Linked DNA regions of Gossypium arboreum: region 2 is linked to region 1. A link is a contact called in public Hi-C data. All regions are on one chromosome and are shown on one strand. The core of a region is the stretch at or near the end of the contact, and the rest is flanking DNA. Distances in the headings are between cores, read along the strand shown. Region 1 holds the start of LOC108459003 (protein DEFECTIVE IN EXINE FORMATION 1-like). Region 2 holds the start of LOC108457757 (protein OCTOPUS-like).

What was found. Hi-C and Micro-C count contacts between places; a contact is called where the count stands out from the background.
Region 2: a Hi-C map of leaf shows a contact between it and region 1, with 3 times the contacts expected there. The contact joins the promoter of LOC108457757 here to the promoter of LOC108459003 in region 1. A contact is called at or near these places in 2 of 5 Hi-C or Micro-C datasets (both in leaf).

Annotation. Positions count from the first base shown.
Region 1 is chr4:107,943,408-107,946,534 of ASM2569848v2, reverse strand. LOC108459003 (protein DEFECTIVE IN EXINE FORMATION 1-like) reads right to left here and starts at 1,536. Exons shown (of 13, transcript XM_017758378.2): 1 at 1,039-1,536; 2 at 807-917; 3 at 557-639; 4 at 311-428; 5 at 1-138. The coding sequence starts at 1,175. It overlaps LOC108460788, which reads right to left. Exons shown (of 18, transcript XM_017760438.2): 14 at 3,096-3,127; 15 at 2,784-2,873; 16 at 2,592-2,676; 17 at 2,357-2,490; 18 at 1,739-2,267. The coding sequence ends at 2,124.
Region 2 is chr4:108,105,075-108,108,201 of ASM2569848v2, reverse strand. LOC108457757 (protein OCTOPUS-like) reads right to left here and starts at 1,515. Exons shown (of 1, transcript XM_017756886.2): 1 at 1-1,515. The coding sequence starts at 1,277.

The DNA.
Region 1 (3,127 bases), core at 287-2,786:
GCCTCCTCCAAAAGCAAATCATCATGAACATCTGGATGAGAACGGTCCGCTGGATCAGGATGCAATCCCACATACCAATCTTTAAGAACTTTTCTACGAGGTACTGACAATTTATCAGTCATAATGTAGCCTGAAATCCTAAAAGTAAGAAACTTGGAGAAATTAGTATGCAAACATCACCACCACGAGTTCCTGTAGCAACTTAGGAAAGGAGCAGAAACTTGGAGAAATTAGTATGCAAACATCACCACCACGAGTTCCTGTAGCAACTTAGGAAAGGAGCATTTTAGATAGTGAGCAATTAAATAACCTGAAAAAAAGTACTTCGCCATTGTAGGTAGCCAGAGCAATTTCTGTGACACCATCATTATCAATATCAAACAGGAGAGGACTAGAATGCACGGTTGACTGGTGAAAAGCAGGCCAACCTGCCATATTATTGAAAACTCAAAGACATCAACTTTAATAAAATTACTACAGATTGCAGAACTAAATAAACAAGTTTATCTTAAAAATTTGATTCGAACATGGGCAGAAGAAAACAAAGGATTAGTACCCGGCATTTTGTCGCCATCAGAACCTTCTAGAACTTCTAGGTAGTGAACAAATGCGGGAACTACTATATCAAGCTTCCCGTCACTAAGAATTACACAATCGAGTCAACTAAATCATGACAAAAGATTAATTTACTATAAAATCAGTAGATTTCGGAAAATGAAATGAAAAGAAATAAAATTTTAATACATCAAAAGATCACCACGCAATAAAAGAAAAAAGTAAAATTTAAAGGAAGACTAAAACTTCACCTATTGATATCTGTGATCAACGGAGTAGCAAAAATGCTAGAGCTGACCTCTGTTTGCCATCTAAGTTCTAAATTTCGGGGGCATTGTGTGTTCAACAAGGCATCTTCATCCCTACACATTCAAACATGATAAATTTTCTTATAACAACAGCTCCTCTCCTCTGATTGAATCCAATTGCCAAATCCGAAAAAAAAAAGAATATTAAGATCGACGAAGGTAGAAACGAACATACATTTCGGGATAACCAAGTTCGTCGTCCGTGGCCCTTCGTTCACGGAATTTATTTTTGGAGTCCTGGCCATAAGTGAAACTCCAGCGAGTAATCAAAAGGAAAAGAAACCAAACGACCCTAATGTCGAAGGATATCATACTGTCTGATGGTTTTCACTCCAGAAATTTTGGAGAGAAAAGAATAAAAAAATGCGTAACTATTTAAGGAATATTATTTTGCAGATGAAAGAAAATTTGGAAATGGGAAAAGAAGATGATAGAAAATATTATAAACCCTGATGTAGCGATTGAATGGGGTGAATTCAACTGGTTAGTTTTTATTTGTTGTTTAATCGATGATTCAATGAATTAAAAACAACTGATTTGATTCAATTCCCCGAAAAAAAAATTATTTTGGATATAAAAAGAATTTTTAAGATCAATCGCATTTCAATTAAAAAATAAATTAAGGTGGTTGATTGTGGCAGTTGTTATTTCATTTGTTTGGCACTGTATCAGTAAGAGTGAAAATAGCATATGTTAACAGAATCGCCATTTACACTTATTGAGTTGATTTTGTCCAAAGTACGTGTTATTCAAAACGTAAATTCCAACCTAACCAAACGAATAGCCAAGTTTAGTTACCTTCGAACGGCTCATCAACTTCTTTTCAATTACTACCACTCGGCCCAACTCAGAGTATCACTTAAAACCCAGCAAAATAGTCACAGAAGACAGGAAAATGGCTACTTCTAATATTACTCAAGGGATCATCAGTACAGGGGAGAAACTAGAAAAAGGAATACACTAATATACATTGGTTACCCTAATTCTAATCCTCTTCATCTGAACGACTGTAAGAAAAATAGTTTCCAACCTGAATGTGGCCCAACTATTCAACTAATGTACCACCCAGGATCATACAACTCACCCTACAAGACTAACAGGAGAGAGAGCTAATTACATGATGCCCTCACCAGCTTAGGTATGCACATAACTCTCAAGTTGCAACCAACAGAAACTTGGACCACGCATGCAATCAAAGGCACACCCAAGCATCCAATACCTCAATAGAATCAACTACACACCAGCCAGCATGCTGTTCGGTTACCTGCGTCGTGCTGCATTTGCATGCATGCGTGCCTTGCTGTCAATCCTTATTCTATCAGCATACATGGGCAACTGAATAATCTCATTTATCTCATTTAATAAGATTTCCTCTGTGATGTTATCCCTTATACTTCGCATAACCTGTTCTTGCATAAGCAAATAGCTTTTACTTTCTGCTATTAGATAAGGAAAGAATTTAACTATTTGTCAAATTACCAAATGAGTCGGACCTTCCTAAAAGTATTGATATCATTGGGAGTCGACTTATCTGTCCTGATCCGCATATAGACCCACACATGTTCATCAGGATCCCAAGAACACTCTATAATTTTCCCAGAGAAAGAAGAAGGGGGATCTGGAACATCTGCAAGTAATTCATAAAAGTGAGAATAATAAAAATTAACATTTTTTATCTCAAATAAAACAACAAAAAAAAGGGAATAAACACAATCACTTCACGGCAACCTCTAAATTCAACTTTATTCCCTTCCATCAACTTCTTTCTCCCCCGTTCAAACAGAAAAAGCTGTTCACGATCGTCACTACCAATCTGTCAAGACATAAAGCTTTCAGTTTAACGATGAATATCAACAAATTCTTAAAGCCAAAAAGAGCCTATTTAACAACAAAAACCAATTAAAAGAAGATGAGGACAACCTCAAATAGAACGTCAACAGAGTTCAGCCGAGCATATTTCCACTTCAGAAGACCTTCATGAGTACGAGGTACATAAGGATCATCCCAGCCCTGAAAAAATATATAATAAAATAAAATCAGTAACCAGGTGCAGCTAAATGCATAACATTCTTTTCCCACAGAGCAGGCCTACGAAACTGACACAAACTTCAGTGTAAAGATGCATGAATTAACAGGATGTAGAGTAAGAAACTGAAAAGGATAAATATTGGATGATTGTATGAGTTGAGCTATGAAAAATTAGAGATTAATCCAATAATCCTCTTCAATCACCTGAAAAATAAGGCCATCTGCCTCATGAGAGA
Region 2 (3,127 bases), core at 266-2,765, 160 kb before region 1:
CTAGAATCAGAATAATAATCCCTTGTTTGAGCTGACCCTCCAGGAAGCGATTCATCCTCCTCAGTAACAGAATTCATAGCCGTCGGGTCCTCCACAGGGATCTGAGTATCAGACCTCATAACATGATGAACTGGAGCATCTTCCGCAACGGAAACCATTGTGGGCATTCTTGGGAACATTCTCCCCATCAGATATCCATCGCAGGAAGCTCTTGGTTCATCAAAAGAATATCTGGGATCATCACATGACATTCTTGCTGCATCAAAAGACATCCTTGGTGCATCAAATGACATCCTCCCAGCATCAAGGGAAAACCTTGGGTCTGTATCACAAGACCTTCTCCCGAACCCATAATCCGCAATTTCTGACTGGGTTTCTCTGTATTGTCTGCCTATGGGCTTCTCCACTGGCAATCTCGCTGACCCACATCCATTTCCCCTCTTTTTAAGTTTTTGTTTTTGCCTCCATTTTTGTAATTTCTTGCTGAAGACTGAAGCAGCTGACCAGAAACTCCCAGCAATCTCTTTGAGATCTCGTCCAGAAGCGTTCTTTGTTTGCGAATCAAGATCTATATGATCCTTCATGGGCTTCAGCTCCTCTTCTTGGCACAGTTCCTTTTCGTATTCTTCCACAATTTCTTCAACTTTCTCTTCTATCAAATTCGTAGCAGAAGCAGCCACATTGGGCGGTTGTTCTTCTACGATCACTATGTCGTCATTGTGATCGGTTTCACTCTCAGTTTGGTCTTCTTCTTTGCTTTCAAAAACAGGACCTTGACCAACAGTCGAAGAAGCCAAATTTCGAGCTTCAGCTTCAGCAACTTCAGAAGACCTCCCGTTTGCAGTTGCTTCTTGATAAAAGAGTGACCAAAGGGTGTTTCGAGCCCTAACGTCACAAGATTTCCTCTGGGGCTCAAAAACACCAGAGAAACCCTCGTTTTTCGAGGCCGAAAAGGACTTTGTTCGCCGGAGCTCGGGAAAAAACCCGGACTGTGTGCCACCTCCTCCGGAAGGCTTGAAAATGGCTTTAAGTGCAGCGGTGGCGGTTGAAGTACTGGCGGCGATGGGAGGTTTCCGAGAAGAAGAAGAAGCAGAAGAAGACGAAGGCTCGAGAACAGCGAGACGTTCGTAGAGGCATGAGGGGCAAAAGCCAGTAAAATGCTCTTGAGGATGGCGGTCACAGGAGGTAGAAGGACGGTGAGGCTGAGGCGGTTGTGGCGGCGGTGCTAACCCAGGAAGTGGTGGCTCCACGTTGGGATTCATAACCGGTAGTGGCATGAGAGGAGCGCTCTGCTCATATTAGTAGCTTCAGTCAGAGAAAATTAATAAATTATAAAATTATAAAATAAAAAATAAAATGTAAGAGAAATTAGTTTTTGTTTAATTTGGTTTTCCCCTTTCCCTCTGGGATTGGGCCTTTCAATACTGTTTAGCTCCAACAGACAGTGAGAAGAAAGAAAGAGAAAACAGAATGATGGTAGTAACGGGAAAAAAATTAGAAAATAAAGATAAATAGTAAAAAGAAGAAGACATAAATAAATAAATAATAGAAAATCTCGGCGAGTGACCCATGACACGTATACTTTAGTTAGGGTTTTCCACTTAAATATTGTAAAATATTTAATTAAAAGGGATAAAACAATTTTTAGTCCCTAAATTTAACTATTCTTACAACTTGGTCCTTAAACTATTTTTGGTCCACATTAGTCCCAGAACTTGGTAACTTTTTTTCAATTTGATCCCAAGGTGTGATGACATGACACTCTTAGATTGTACTATATCATCACTTGAAAATTTTAAATATATATAATTAAAAAATAAAAAAATCCAAGTAGCGACGTGGAATAATCTCAAAGTGTCACGTTGACATACCTTAATTGAATCCAACTTTAGGGACCAAATTGGGAAATTTTCCAAGTTAAAAACTAATGTGGACAAAAATAAATTTATGGATTAAGGTGAGAAAAGTTGCTAAGTTTAATGACTAAATGTTGCCTTATCCCGAATTAAATCTTAAAATAGGTTTCTTCAAAAGTTAATTCTCAAAATGTGTTTTTAGGGTTTGAGTTTTGTAATATGTAATGTGCCATCAAGCTTTTTGCATCCCATTAGAATCAAGGCAATCATTATGAAATGATTAAAAAGGTACCTATAGATATGAAGTTCACCATAAATTATTTAAGTTTTAAACTATAATAATATAATGTAATTTTGTAAGGACGTGGATAACACTTAAATAGAACTTGACATCCGTAGGTTTCAAGGTCTTCATGGTTTTTTTAAATATGTAAATAGTAATCTATATCCGATTATTTGAAAAGAGAAACGAAACTTTGAATACACCTCACCACCTCTTTAAAAAACTTCTAAATGAACCTAACCTTAAAATCTATAAATATTCCATCCAACTCATTAGTTTCTTTTAGAAAACCCAAAATATTCGTTTTATACATTTTATACTATGATACATACTTAAGATTTTCTAAATAAATGTTTTCAATCATAAAATGATATGTCACTCAAAATTTTACAATAATGGAGGATTCTCTAATAGTTCATTGTCATAGTAATATGGGAGTAAATCCACTTGATAGTAGAATCATTCATCACCTAATAGCCATTGATTTCAATAATGATAGCTTTGGAAAGTTATGTCCATTTCGACATTCATCTCTCTCTGATTGACTAATGGAGACCCGAGACTCATACATTTTATCTCTTATATAAAAAGTAACAATAACGTTAGAAGATGTGACATTACTAACCATAAGTCTGATTTCTTTAGACTTTGAGTTAAGGTCACATGGTAAAATAGATGATTTAAGCATCTCCCAATGAATCCAGCACTTGAAGATATTGAACATCATGCTAGAACTTACATTTTTCACTTGATTAGAGGTGTGCTGATGTCAGAATAATCTGACAACTTAGTTTATACCATATATCTCCCATTATTATATAATTTTAGAATGACGAATACGTACAGTTGAGGGTCTGTTGTTTTGACATGCCTATATAGAAGGCATTATGTAATGCATGTAAAGTGGGGAACAATAAAGAAACTAGCTCCTTTATGATTTTATAATCATGAGAGATGTCAAATATCATGGATTGCGCGTCTATGCCTT